Linked DNA regions of Mus musculus: regions 1, 2 and 4 are each linked to region 3. The links are chromatin contacts, called in public HiChIP or PLAC-seq and promoter capture Hi-C maps. All regions are on one chromosome and are shown on one strand. The core of a region is the stretch at or near the end of the contact, and the rest is flanking DNA. Distances in the headings are between cores, read along the strand shown. Region 1 overlaps Col28a1 (collagen, type XXVIII, alpha 1). Region 2 has its middle 9.2 kb from the start of Gm35446. Region 3 holds the start of Asns (asparagine synthetase). Region 4 overlaps Col28a1 (collagen, type XXVIII, alpha 1).

The links. Promoter capture Hi-C pulls out the DNA fragments that hold promoters and counts their contacts. HiChIP or PLAC-seq counts read pairs in DNA pulled down with a chosen protein or histone mark.
Region 1: a FOXA1 HiChIP or PLAC-seq map of pancreatic cancer cells shows a contact between it and region 3. The contact joins the enhancer-like site here to the promoter of Asns in region 3. A contact is called at or near these places in 2 of 39 promoter capture datasets (the HPC-7 cell line and pre-B cells), 3 of 115 datasets of contacts at active chromatin or transcription factors (embryonic stem cells, extraembryonic endoderm stem cells and pancreatic cancer cells) and 2 of 9 other capture datasets (adipose tissue and liver).
Region 2: a contact with region 3 is called in an SRF HiChIP or PLAC-seq map of embryonic stem cells, with 11 times the contacts expected there. The contact joins the enhancer-like site here to the promoter of Asns in region 3. A contact is called at or near these places in 2 of 39 promoter capture datasets (the C10 cell line and liver), 1 of 484 Hi-C or Micro-C datasets (the N1E-115 cell line), 10 of 115 datasets of contacts at active chromatin or transcription factors (embryonic limb bud, embryonic stem cells, epiblast stem cells and 3 more) and 3 of 9 other capture datasets (adipose tissue, liver and pancreatic islet).
Region 4: a promoter capture Hi-C map of liver shows a contact between it and region 3, with 5 times the contacts expected there. The contact joins the enhancer-like site here to the promoter of Asns in region 3. A contact is called at or near these places in 6 of 39 promoter capture datasets (the 3T3-L1 cell line, cranial neural crest, hippocampal neurons and 2 more) and 2 of 9 other capture datasets (liver and pancreatic islet).

What each region holds. Positions count from the first base shown.
Region 1 is chr6:8,022,270-8,025,415 of GRCm38.p6, reverse strand. It overlaps Col28a1 (collagen, type XXVIII, alpha 1), which reads left to right. Exons shown (of 35, transcript NM_001037865.1): 28 at 2,611-2,679; 29 at 3,116-3,146. Among named protein-coding and RNA genes, the nearest start is that of Gm35384, 24 kb to the right of the region's middle. Within about 2 kb of position 1,660, at least 28 of the 459 cell types and tissues checked have an H3K27ac peak or open chromatin away from gene starts, as enhancers often do. A contact at or near this core is called in pancreatic cancer cells, where this site is marked.
Region 2 is chr6:7,970,170-7,973,002 of GRCm38.p6, reverse strand. No RefSeq gene overlaps it. Among named protein-coding and RNA genes, the nearest start is that of Gm35446, 9.2 kb to the left of the region's middle. Within about 2 kb of position 1,427, at least 14 of the 459 cell types and tissues checked have an H3K27ac peak or open chromatin away from gene starts, as enhancers often do. A contact at or near this core is called in embryonic stem cells and extraembryonic endoderm stem cells, where this site is marked.
Region 3 is chr6:7,691,908-7,695,022 of GRCm38.p6, reverse strand. Asns (asparagine synthetase) reads left to right here and starts at 1,814. Exons shown (of 12, transcript NM_012055.4): 1 at 1,814-1,914.
Region 4 is chr6:8,148,915-8,152,032 of GRCm38.p6, reverse strand. All of the region lies in intron 11 of Col28a1 (collagen, type XXVIII, alpha 1), which reads left to right. Among named protein-coding and RNA genes, the nearest start is that of Col28a1, 42 kb to the left of the region's middle. Within about 2 kb of position 1,457, at least 3 of the 459 cell types and tissues checked have an H3K27ac peak or open chromatin away from gene starts, as enhancers often do.

The DNA of each region.
Region 1 (3,146 bases), core at 411-2,910, 330 kb before region 3:
GTGCGGTTTCCCAACAAAGTGAAAAGCCATATCCTACGGGAAAATCTTTCAGAAATCAATGATCACATCAGGGGTAGCTGGATGTCCTGGAGCCCATACTGGCATCTTCCAAATGGAAGCACTTTCTAGATAGTAGTTGTTTTAAGAATGGTTTTTCATTTTTCTATAATCTGAATAGAAACCAGAGATCCATTTTACAGATTTTTGAGCATCTCTGAAGTTGGTTTGTTTCTCTTGTGCCCAAGAAAACATTTAGGAAAAAAAAATAACAATTATTTTTCTTATTAGTATTACAAAAATTAAAAGATTCAGATATTTATGCATTATCCTTGTATTTTTTCCTATAAAACAATCATCTGAAAGCTTAAAACTACGCCTACCACTGATTGAAAAGTTGGCTTTGAAATGTGTATTTAATTGTATTTCCCAATTGACAGCCATTCTTGCTGTCTTTCTGATCTATGGTGACATGGTAACATTCTTTCTCACTTCCCAGAGTCATAGAAGGAAGTCTGATAGGCCTCATTCGCCTTTGCTGAACTAAGGCCTGGGCTTACTTATTAAAGGCTTTTAGCCAGGTGATCTACTCTGAAAGTTTTAGGAAACCCTCAAATGTTTGAAGGAAAACTACTGGTTATGAGGGGGAAAAATCCTTTATGATATGACACAGCTTCCTTCATTAGCAACTATAAATAGAATGCTTCCATAGGGAAGATGCCAGCGTAGACTCCTGAACATCCAGCAACTCCGAATGTGATCATTGATTTCTGAAAGATTTTCCCGTAGGATATGGCTTTTCACTTTGTTGGGAAACCTCGAGTCATTTCTTTAAGGCAGTTAAGCCTTATTGGACATCTTTTGTGATATCTGCGGTAGAGATCTGAAATGTTGCCTGAGGAACAATCACTCTGCATGATTATTGAGAAGGTGTGGGGCTCCTCCCAGGCGCCTCTGAGTGTAGATGTCCCAGTGATGATTCCCCACTGCATGCTAGGATTGCAGTGTGTTTTACTACCCATCCTCCTTTGGGACAGGGACAAAGCTAAGCATCGGCTTCCTTTGCATGTACTTCCACAAACTTTTTGTCTCCACTGTAGCTGGTCAGGGGTCCTTCTGGACCACTCGACACAGACACCAGTGGTCTGAGGCATCACCTCAATATTCCAAAACTACTTTTTACCAAATATCTCACTAAAGAAAGATGCCTTCATTCACATCCACAAAACATCAGAGGAAGCAAGCTTACTCTGTGTTCCAGACAACACATTTAATATATGTGTTTTTTTCCTTTTTATTAAAACAAAGATTAGAATCTCAGGCAGCTGTCTCCCCAGAGTCCTCTAACATCTCTAAGTAGGCTGGCCACCTAATCTATAGCTAGTCAGAGGTTTCTTACCTCTAGATGAGGCTGAGATCCACTCACACTGGAGGGTATTTTCTGGTAAGTATGAGGTTGGTCTGTGGTCTCTACATTGCTGCATACTTTTTATCATGGTGCGTGTATTATTTGGCTGGTACTAGTTTTCAGGCAGAGTTCTTGGCCTCTCAGTATTTCTTGATTTCCCAGTGTGAAAAGGAAATGTGCTCTTGATTGTAAACTGAATGAAGCGATTGTCAATGATCCCTGGTAAGCTGGAACCGGATCCCAGCCTCCAAGGGTGAGTCATCTTAGGTGTGTCCAGAGTTTGCAGTGCCACACAGGCATTATTTCCTGCTGGGCTCAGTGTGTTCCAGAATTAGGTTTGGCTCAAGGACATGAAGGTGGCACTTTGGGAACAAGTTCTCAATGGCAAAAATGGACATTTGACCTCTCCCTTCACCCAGATTCTTTTTAAGCTAGTCTGAGGTTGGGACTGGTGTTAGAACTTTTGCTGTGTCCACTGATGATTCTCTTGTGGAGGGTTAGGGTAGTTTTGAGAGCTTGACAGCGAGAAATAAAATCGTCCTGAGAGTCTAGTATTTATTGTATTTTACCAGAGACAAATCACTAACTGATCCAGAAATAAGTCGGGATTTGGAACAAACTCCTAGTAGCGTGGCTACTATGACTTTGTGATTTATTCATGATTATTTCCATTTCATATTCTATACCATGATATTGTTTATGCCTGTGTGTGTGTGTGTGTGTGTGTGTGTGTGTGTGTGTGTGTGTGTGTGTTTTGCAAGAGCATGGGGGGACAGGACCAAAATCAAGTCATGTCTGTGGCTATAATTTATTAGAAATGAACCTAGCAGATTATAGTCACTTATATAAACAGTCCCTTAGCCTTGAGGGGGATGCTGTCTTATTTTTTCTCTCCACTATTAATATGGGCTTTTAGCATATTATAAATATAGGAAAATACAAAGATAAACTGGAACATTAGCTATTTGTGAACAAGTGTGCCCCTAGCTTTAGATCTGGCAAGATAGAGTTGTCTGTACCACAAGAATGATAGAAAACAAGGAAGCCTATCTCTCTCTACCTGTATTTATATTTATATTATCATACTTAGAAATTAGATAATGCTGTAATGCAGTTTGGGAGCTGCAAATGAGTTTCTAACTTCTAAATATTTTAAGTTATTCTGATGAATTAAGAAGAACACCTCTTTCTTCTATCTCATATAGGGGGAGCAAGGACCTCAAGGTTTCCCAGGGTCAAAGGGCACAGTGGGCCTTGGCCTCCCTGGTCAGAAGGTAAGTGTATCAAGATCTTAAGGAAATGATTAGGATCAAGGTCTCAATGTCTTAGCCTTGATTTGGACAGAGACCTCATGTTTCCTGCCTGTCCCACCATACTAAGAAAGCTACCTGTGATGGAATCCAACGTTCTATTTCCCCTCATCCTTCAAAGGCAGCCAACAAAAGAATAAATCCCTAGGAGGCACCAGAAATCCCAGGAACATGGTAAATTATACAACAGTTGAGTTTCCCAAAGGCACCGAGCTGTTGAGAAGGTGTCTCAATACCTCTTAAGTGTAAATGTTTTTTTTTCCCCTCTATGTGTATTTATGTCAACAGAATTCTAAGTCTTTAAAGGGATTTTTGGCTGCAACAAAGAAAACCATAGGATTATTTTTCCCTGAAGCTTGTTTGGCTTTAATGTTCACAGTCTAAGGTTCTCTTTTAACAGGGAGAGCATGGAGACCGGGGTGATGTGGGAA
Region 2 (2,833 bases), core at 178-2,677, 280 kb before region 3:
CTTCCTGCTCCAATTTGGAGTCTTGAAACATCCTTCTGATTATTTATTCCCACAACTTTCTAGGAGGCAAATGGATCTGACTCTGTATTTTTTAATTTGTCTACCAAAAGATAGGAGGGATGAAAATTTTCGTGTCTGCAAGTCTTTTAAAGACCTGAGCCGATGTAATTTCTCTGAAGGACTGAGAGAACAGAACATAGGAAGAGAAGTGCAAAATTTGCCCCAGAGTCACACTCCAACCTGGTTAATATGCAGAAGTTATCTACATAGGAAAAAAATCATTTAATTTCAGAATAAAGAAGATGTGAAAAGCATCTTAAAACACAGGAGTATAGGTCTGACACTAACCATATTCCGTAGCTTTATTAAGTGGCACTGCCTTGGGCTTTGCTTTTTAATAATTTTCTCAGGGATTCTCACTCTGAAACACATTAGGATCCAAAAGTGCTCTAAAATTTTAAGCAGATGAGGAAAATAATTGAGAAATGAAGCTCTGTTTACTTCCTCCAATACTTGAGATAGCAATTATAGACATGTCGGGTACCATCTAAAAACTCAGAGGCTGGAATAAGAAATTTCTCAACCTTTGTACCTTGTTAAAGCCATGAACGGTGCGTGTGCCCAGGAGCCAGGAAAAATAACTGAGAGTTGTTGGGGTGGTCGGGGTAGGCACGGGACAGACAGACAGATCCTCTTTGGATTCAGCTTGGACAACTGGTGATTGCTTTCTTTGTTCCCTGGACAGAATCTAGGTCTCAGGGCTGGAGAGCAGAAAACACTGAGGTCTAGAACTAATGACCTCTGAGAGTCCTCAGTCTCCATCCAAGATCCTCTCTCTCCAGCTCTTTTTCTCTTCCTCCTATGAGGTTAAGGAGGAGAAGGAAGGCCTACCACTGTCAAAACCACGAAATTTCAGGAGGCCTGTTTGTGTGCCTGCCAGTTCCTAGAATTCACTTCCTGTTATTGTTGGTTTACCAGGAGCTCCTGGAAGGAGCGGCTTAATTAAAACTCTGGGCTTGGTCCACACCTCTCTGAGACAAATATAATCCAACCTCTTACTAACCCGAGAAAGGAGGATTTGTCTTAGTGTCAGCGATTTGGACGAGTACCCTTGTCTGCGCATCCCCAGATCCAGATCCAATCACATCAGATCTAGCCATAAATTCTACTTTTAAAATTTGGGGCTTGGTGAACATAAAATTGAAAGATAGATGAATTTTATCTCTTCTACAGAAATTGAATGTATTTAGCAGATTATGTATGGGGGGTGGGGGGATGATGGGTTTAGAAACTTGGCCAGGTACCCTTAGAGTCAACTCTAGGGCATCAGATTTCTAGCCATTGTGCATTGAAACTCTATGGTGGGCAGGGTTTGGAGGTGTGGGAAGCACTTGTGTATTCAAATGCCATTGTGTGCTGGCTTCCTTAACAGGCTCCATTGTTTTCTGAAACTCAGGACAACAATGGGGAACATGGCAATGTTTTATATGCTCATCTTTGCTCCCACTGAGGGCCTTGAGTTGGAAAACTACCCTTCCTTCTGTGTCTCCTATAATAGTTATGGGGAGAATGAACAAATCCTGAAGCAGGGTTCAGGGGGAAGAGGCAGTGAAAGACCAGAGAAAGATTGTTCCTCTAAAAATTAGACAAATCAGCACACACACTATTAGGTATCTGAGGAATACTAAAAATGCCAATAAAGCCAGACACTGCAGGAGAGAACCAGGAAGGTCAAAAGTTCTTGGTTTTATTATGCGACGTTTTATTATGCGACGTGGCTAATGCTCTGTGTCAATCTGAGTAGGCTTTCAGTGTCCAGATGTTCTGGCCTCAAACCAGTCTGGCTGTTGTTGTGGGAACAGATGCGATTAATATTTAAATTAGTAGACCTTGGGTCAGACAGATTACCTTTCTGTGATGTGAGTGGGCTTCATCCAAAGGACTGCTGGCTGCAAGAAAAAGAACTGAATCCCCTTCTAGACTGCCTTCAATGCTGCAAGTTGCCAGCTCTTGTCTAGGTGTTTGGCTCTGCAAATGCACAATTTTCCAGTTGTACACTGTGTGAGCTGATTTGTGAAAGTCTCTCTCTCCTTCTCCTCCTCTTCTTCTTCCTCCTCTTGCTCTTCCTCCTCCTCTTTCTCTCCTTCCTCCCCCGCCCCTTTTATAACACAGTATCTAACGGAGAACTGACCATATGTTGGGGCTACTCTGGAAACACTGAGTCCAGAGCAGCTCTTAGCAGGCGCCTGGTCTTTTAATCTCTCCTTTGGTTTACACATGAGAATCTTCCAAATGTGTCCCTCTACATCTCATTTTCAGCCACTGACCTTCTTTAAAGGGAAAATCAGGTGTGCTCGAAGCTTCGTTTGCTGACTGATTAGCTGGTAAGGCAAAAGTGACATTTAATCAGAGGGACCAGACCAAGCAAGTAATGATGTCCCTTTTTCTGCCTGATTGCCTGAATTCAGTCAATAACAAAACTATTTGATGCTAGCTATATTTAGACTATAATTACATGTTATAGGGATTAAAAAGAAAGCAAAGACATCATATCCCTGTTCAAGACATATACTACAAAAGACAATTAAGATTAAATCTACATGCTAGAGATAGAAAATCAACTACAATACTTCATAACATAATTATCCTTAGGGGATATGAGTGTAAGCAAGTGAATCAGTCTTATAATCTAAACTGTAGCTAATATTGAAATTTTATTTAACTTATATAATATTAGGGATTTAATGACATGTATAGTGTACATACCACTAAGGAAATCCAGGAAGCTGTGTCAACCAAGCATCATTTAACCACATGACAGTTTTAATGGAAA
Region 3 (3,115 bases), core at 565-3,064:
CTTGAATAGGGAAGTGTCCTTCTCACTGTATAGCTTGCCAACTGGCATAGATGAAACTGGATGAGAAGCAGGAACGACACACAGGAAGACGAGAAGTTCCATGTCCAACTGTGTTTCAGTGTCGAAGAAAAGGGCTTATAGATATCAGATCAAATGTCAGAAGAGGCAGAATCAAAGGCTCTATCTTTAGCTGCTGTGTCCTAGTAGCTTGCTAATGCAGAAGGCAATCAGGGTCTTCTGAGAAACTATTAGTGGCCTGCAGATCCCTGAGTTCCAGGAAAAGGGGTCTCCATTCTGTGTTCCTGACCTAGGTGAATTTCTGACCTAGGTAAGTCCACCTAGCTTGGGACTGCAACATTTTGAGTGAAGAAGGTGGGCAAGCTGATAAATTAACTCACTGTTGTTCCAAAGGGCTGGGTGGGGACGTCCTATGCTATTCTTCAAGAGCTAACCTTAGAAATGTAAATGGGTCAAAAACAAAACAATGTACCTTTGTTTCAAGATACTATTAAACTCAAAGAAGCCCTTTGCAGCCACAAAGAGTTTAAAGGTAACAAAGGCTAGCTATCCCTATGTGATTATATGCTTAAGATAAGTTAAAAAGTTAGAAGATGGGTTCACCCTCCAACAACTATTGAGAAGAAAAGATTTAATTTGTATTTAAAGGAGCTTAAAGGACTTTTTAAAAATTTGATATTCTCAAGGTCAAACAAGTGCAGTACATCCCTTGTGGAACAACAAGATCAGAGGCTTTCTAAGTGCTGCCTAAAATCTGATCTTAGTTTATTTCACAGCACAGTTTCATTGTTTCTCAATCTACTGGGTGCTGATGTTTAGTAACTATAAATTCATTAAAGAATGCAGTAAAATTGTGTATGTGTGTGTTTTAAATCATGGTGTATTTTCCCTATCCGAGGGAATACTAAGAGCATACTACCAATCTTTTAGTCAAGCTGAGGAAGGTCTTTTTTTTTTTTTTTTTTTTTGAGGTACTGAAAAAGAATCTTTATATATAGGTGTGCGTGTGTCCGTGCATGCATGTGTGTGTGTGTGTGTGTGTCCCTGTGTCCTCAAACTCCCTACTTAAGAGGATGACCTTGACTCTTGATCTTCCTGCTTCCATCTCCACAGTGCTGTGCAGGTTTGGACCGCTGCCTACAGCTCTCTGAAAGAGGATTGGTCCGCTGTCTACAGCTCTCTGGAAGAGGATTGGTCTGCTGTCTACAGCTCTCTGGAAGAGGATTTGTCCGTATGTTCAAGGTCCACTGATCTATTTGAACTTAATGTTATCAACTTGATGGAGACTTTGTGAAGAAGTTAACCTTGGCACAACAGTTTCTTAGGACAAACATTTCTTTTTATTGTACAATGAATTTGTAGGCACTATTGGTTCAAGAGTGCTTTTAATCTCTGCAGGGAGATTACCTGGGGTTCTTCTTAGCTGCTCAGTAGTAGTAGTTATTTGTGTGTGTGTGTGTCTGTGTGTGGTGTCCTTCTAGGTATTCCTATGTTACTTATGTATCCACATCTATATATCAGACACTCTGTTAGGAAGTACTGAAGACTACAATTAAGGAGTAGGAGATCTATTGCTGATGGGACACTGGACCTGGCGGCCCGACCTCTGGGCTTATCCTGCCTGCAGTGTCACAGCACCTTAAGGAACAGAAGCAGAACACCTCCTGGCTCTCGGCCCCAGGATGCACGTTTGCCTTGGCCTCCGCCCCGCCTGGCGTCGCTCGTCAGCACTGCGGGCCACGCCCCTGCGCACGGGTTGGGTCCCAGCCACATGATGAAACTTCCCGCACGCGTTACAGAAGCCCGGCGACTCTAAGGTGGGAAGCGGCCTCCAACCGGTCTTGTCACTGCGCTGCCTCTGCTCCACCTTCTCTGGCCCTGGCCGCTAGTGCTCAGGTAAGCGGGAGCCGGGTGCTCAGCGCGGAGCGCTCTGCTCGCCTGGGAGGCCGGAGGATGTGCTGTCCGCGCGGGCACATGTCCCGGGAGTTCGGATGCGGAGCGCTCGGGTCCGGCGCCAGACCGATGCTGCGGTGCAGCGCGAGGCAGGGCGGGGCGGGCGCGGGGCGATTGTTGCGCACCTAGGACGGAGCTGCCAGGAAAGCTTTCATGTGAGCGAAGTGCAGCGCGGAGGCAGGGCCGCTCCAGACAGAAGGCGAAGGTGGCCTTCATTTAGACACCATAAATATTTTTTTTTACTGTATGACGTCTAGATCTGGGAAATTTCAGCCATCCGAAGGTTTTGCCTGGGACTAGGTGGACGCTTGCACAAGACCAGCTGTAATTGGGAGCCCCAGGCTAGTGTAGGGGTCTCGCTCTCCAGCAGGACAGAGGCTCTACCAAGCTCTAGAGCGAGTGTCTCTGGGTCTGTCTGGATCCGGATTTCTGAGCACTCACTCACCTCGCTGCTCAGGCCCTTCCTCCACTCCAGTTCCATACTCGCAGCCACGCCGGGAAAAATCTGTTTAAGGAGACAGGCAACCAAGTACGGGAAAAGGCAAAGGAATTGGCGTGCTTTTTTTTTTTTTTTTTTTTTTTTCTTAATTATGGATAGCTATTTCACAGGTCTAGTTTCAGATAAGATAACTTTTAAAATACACGGGCGAGTTTGATTTTTCGTTGCCTGTGGCCTACGGGTTTTAACAGCTAACTCTTCGTTGATTGATGTCAGTACTATAATATTCATTTGAAGTAAGACTTGCACAAGGCCACGGGTTGATTATTGAGGTCTTAAGGTGATCCAGTGGAGTTTAGAACTATCAGTTCAGTGTACGAAAGCGGCGCTGTCCAGCGGGGAGCCTGTGCTCTTTCATAGACTGACCCCTAGAAATGCTGGCTAGTCTGAACTGAGATGTGGTAAGAGTGTAATGTGTCGATTTCGATGATTATGAAAACCGAACGCTTGATGTTTTGATGTTTGATTGCAGCCTCTAACCACTAAAGTATCCCTCCAGCCCGGTTTTAATAATTTAGGAAAAGTAGTGTAAATATAATTAATTTTGATTATATTGTATTGGTTGTCGTATTTAGGGTGTGTCATGTTAAGGTATGTTTAAAATTAGTTTTAATGTTTTCTCTTGTCTTCTTAATGAGCTTTATT
Region 4 (3,118 bases), core at 208-2,707, 460 kb before region 3:
TAGAGTTTCTTTTCTTCCACCCTCGCTCTGGCCTTCTTTCTCTACTTCCCTGCATTTTTTTCTTACTGTTCCTGATCTCACCTCCTCCACTTTTCTCTCCTTCATTTTATCATTATTATTATTATTAGGGTCTTTTTTTATTAGATATTTTCTTTATTTACATTTCAAATGTTATCCCCTTTCCTAGTTTCCCCTACAAAAATCCCCCATCCCCTCCCACCTCCCCCTGCTCACCAACCCACTCACTCCTTCTTCCTGGTCCTGGAATTCCCCTACACTGGGGCATAGAGCCTTCACAGGACCAAGGGCCTCTCCTCCTATTGATGACTGACTAGGCCATCCTCTGCTGCATATGCGGCTGGAGCCATGAGTCCCAACATGTGTTTTCTTTGATTCGTGGCTTAGTCCCAGGATCTCTAGGAGTACTGGTTAGTTCATATTGTTGTTCCTCTTATAGGGCTACAAACTCCTTCAGCTCCTTGGGTACTTTCTCTAGCTCCTTCACTGGGGACCCTGTCAGGCACTGGCAGAGCCTCTCAGGAGACAGCTGTATCAGGCTTCTGTCGGCAAGCACTTGCTGGCATCCACAACAGCGTCTGGGTTTGGTAACTGTATATGGGATGGACCCCCAGGTAGGACAGTCACTGGAAGTACTTTCCTTCAGTTTCTGCTCCAAACTTTGATTCTCTATCTTCTCCCATGGGTATTTTGATCCCCCTTCTAATAAGGACGGAAGTATCCACACTTTGGTCTTCCTTCTTCTTGAGCTTCATTTGGTCTGTGAATTGTATCTTTCGTATTCTGAACCTCTGTGCTAATATCCATTTATCACTGAGTGCATATCATGTGTGTTCTTTTGTGATTGGGTTACCTCACTCAGGATGATATTTTCTAGTTCCATCCACTTGCCGAAGAATTTCATGAGTTCATTGTTTTTAAAAGCTGAGTAGTTACTCCATTGTGTAAATGTAGCACTTTCTGTATCCATTCCTCTGTTGAAGGCAATCTTGGTTCTTTTCAGCTTCTGGCTATTATAGATAAGGCTGCTATGAACATAGTGGAGCATGTGTCCTTATTACATGTTGGAGCATCTTTTGGGAATATGCCCAGGAGTGGTATAGCTGGGTCCCAATTATTATTTTTCTCTTCCTCTTCCTATTCCTCTTCCTATTCCTCTTCTCCTCTTCCTCCTCTTCCATCTTCCTCCTCCTTTCTTCCTTCTCCTCTTCCTCTTTCTCCTCCTTCTCTTCCTCTTCCTCCTCCTCCTCTTCCTCTTTCCCTTCCTCTTCCTTCTCTTCCCCCTTCTCCCCCTTCTCTGGAATTTTTGTTTGTTCAAAAAACACAGAGATACTACAATAATATGTTTTTATTTTAGTCCCAGGTCTGGGAATATGGGACTGCTGCACATAGCTGACTAAGATTTGCCTCATGTTCTAGCAGAGGAATGGTTTTGCCAGATAATTTCTACAATTGTGAAATGTTTGGAATTCTGTGAATGTTTCAGAGGGTAAATGCCTGAACCTTGATAAGTGTGATTGGTGGTTGGTGGTCATTCAAGGGGGTTAGTTGAGATTTGTTTGTAGTTGTGCTCAAAGAAGAGATAAGAGGGAAAAAAGTTAGATTCAGGGATCTCTTTCTCTCCTTTATATCCTTTTTTCTCTCATATTTAGTGATAGGGTGAAACTGGGAGGAATAAAAGGTAAGAAAAATAAGAACTCACAAAGAAGCAAAGATCAGCAATAAGCAAATACGAAACAAGAAGAAATTAGATTCAGATCTCTGTTTCTGTCTCTCTGTCTCCCTCTGTCTCTGTCTCTGTCTGTCTCTCTGTCTCTGTCTCTCTCTGTCTCTCTCTCTCTCTGTCTCTGTCTCTGTCTCTCTCTCTCTATATATATTATATATATATATGTATATATATACATATATATATATATATATATATAATCTGTTTGTCTGCCTATCTGTTCCCTCTATCCTTCTTTCTCTCCTATCTAGTGATAGGGGTAAAACCAGGTTTGGGGGTGAAGAACCCACAAAATAGCAAAGACGATATAGTTCTTCTGTCTGGAAATAATGGTATATGAAATGGTGGTTTCTTCTCATATATTATTTTATTAAAAATATTTTAAAGAAATTGCTGTTGACGTGCCAAAAACCTGTATTTTCTAATGGACATGGGTAAGATTATTGATTCTCACACTTTTACAATCATGGATAACATTTATTGTACATTTCTTTTGTGACATATATAGTTCTTAATATGCTACTGCCAACATTGCCTTCTGAGGCATGATCTATTCTTATCACCATTATACAAATTAAGCTTCCAAGTTACCAAGATTGTAAGCAATAATGGTTTCAGGCCCTTTGATCCAGAAAACATCAGCACCTGGAGGGTAAAGTATGCATTTACCCATGATATGCAATTTACCCTCCTTCAGAAAAAAAATGCTTAATTCGACCTGAGACCAACGTGTTTCTCATAGACAGCATAGAAACTACACCTAAGTCCTCTTACAGTCCATTTTGTCTTTGAGAAACAGTTTGCTGGAAGGGTATTTCTGCTTGTTTGTAATGTTCAGTGAAGTCATAGGAAAGAAAAAATGAAATCGCTTGGAAAAAATAAAAGCCATTCTAACTGTATTTTCAAGCACTGCATCTCTAATAGACCAAAACAGAAATTCTATACTTAAAACATTCACAAAGATTCCGTGAGAGTTTCTAGATGGGGCCTGTCTTTGGCTTTGCATTTATGAATGGTCTCTCTCATGAACGACAATCACTGTTTGTTGTTCTGGGGTTGGATTTTCTTCATCAAAGGTCTCCTCACCCCAGAAAAGGTGGCCAAAGAACAAAAAGGAAAAAATAGCACATGCTAAATCAGGAAAAATGTGCCCCTGGCCCAGTTTCACTAATCACTGATGCCATTAATACTTTCCACATGGAAACTAACTCCTATTCTGCCCTGACTGCCCTTGTTGCCTTAGCAACAAAATACAGATATTTTTCAAAAGGAAGCCTTGGTTCAGAGACCTCTCAGGCTCTCCCACTCACAAGCATAATAGTTCTCAAAAGAACATCCCGACAATCTTTTAAATTATTAGAAGTATAATTATGG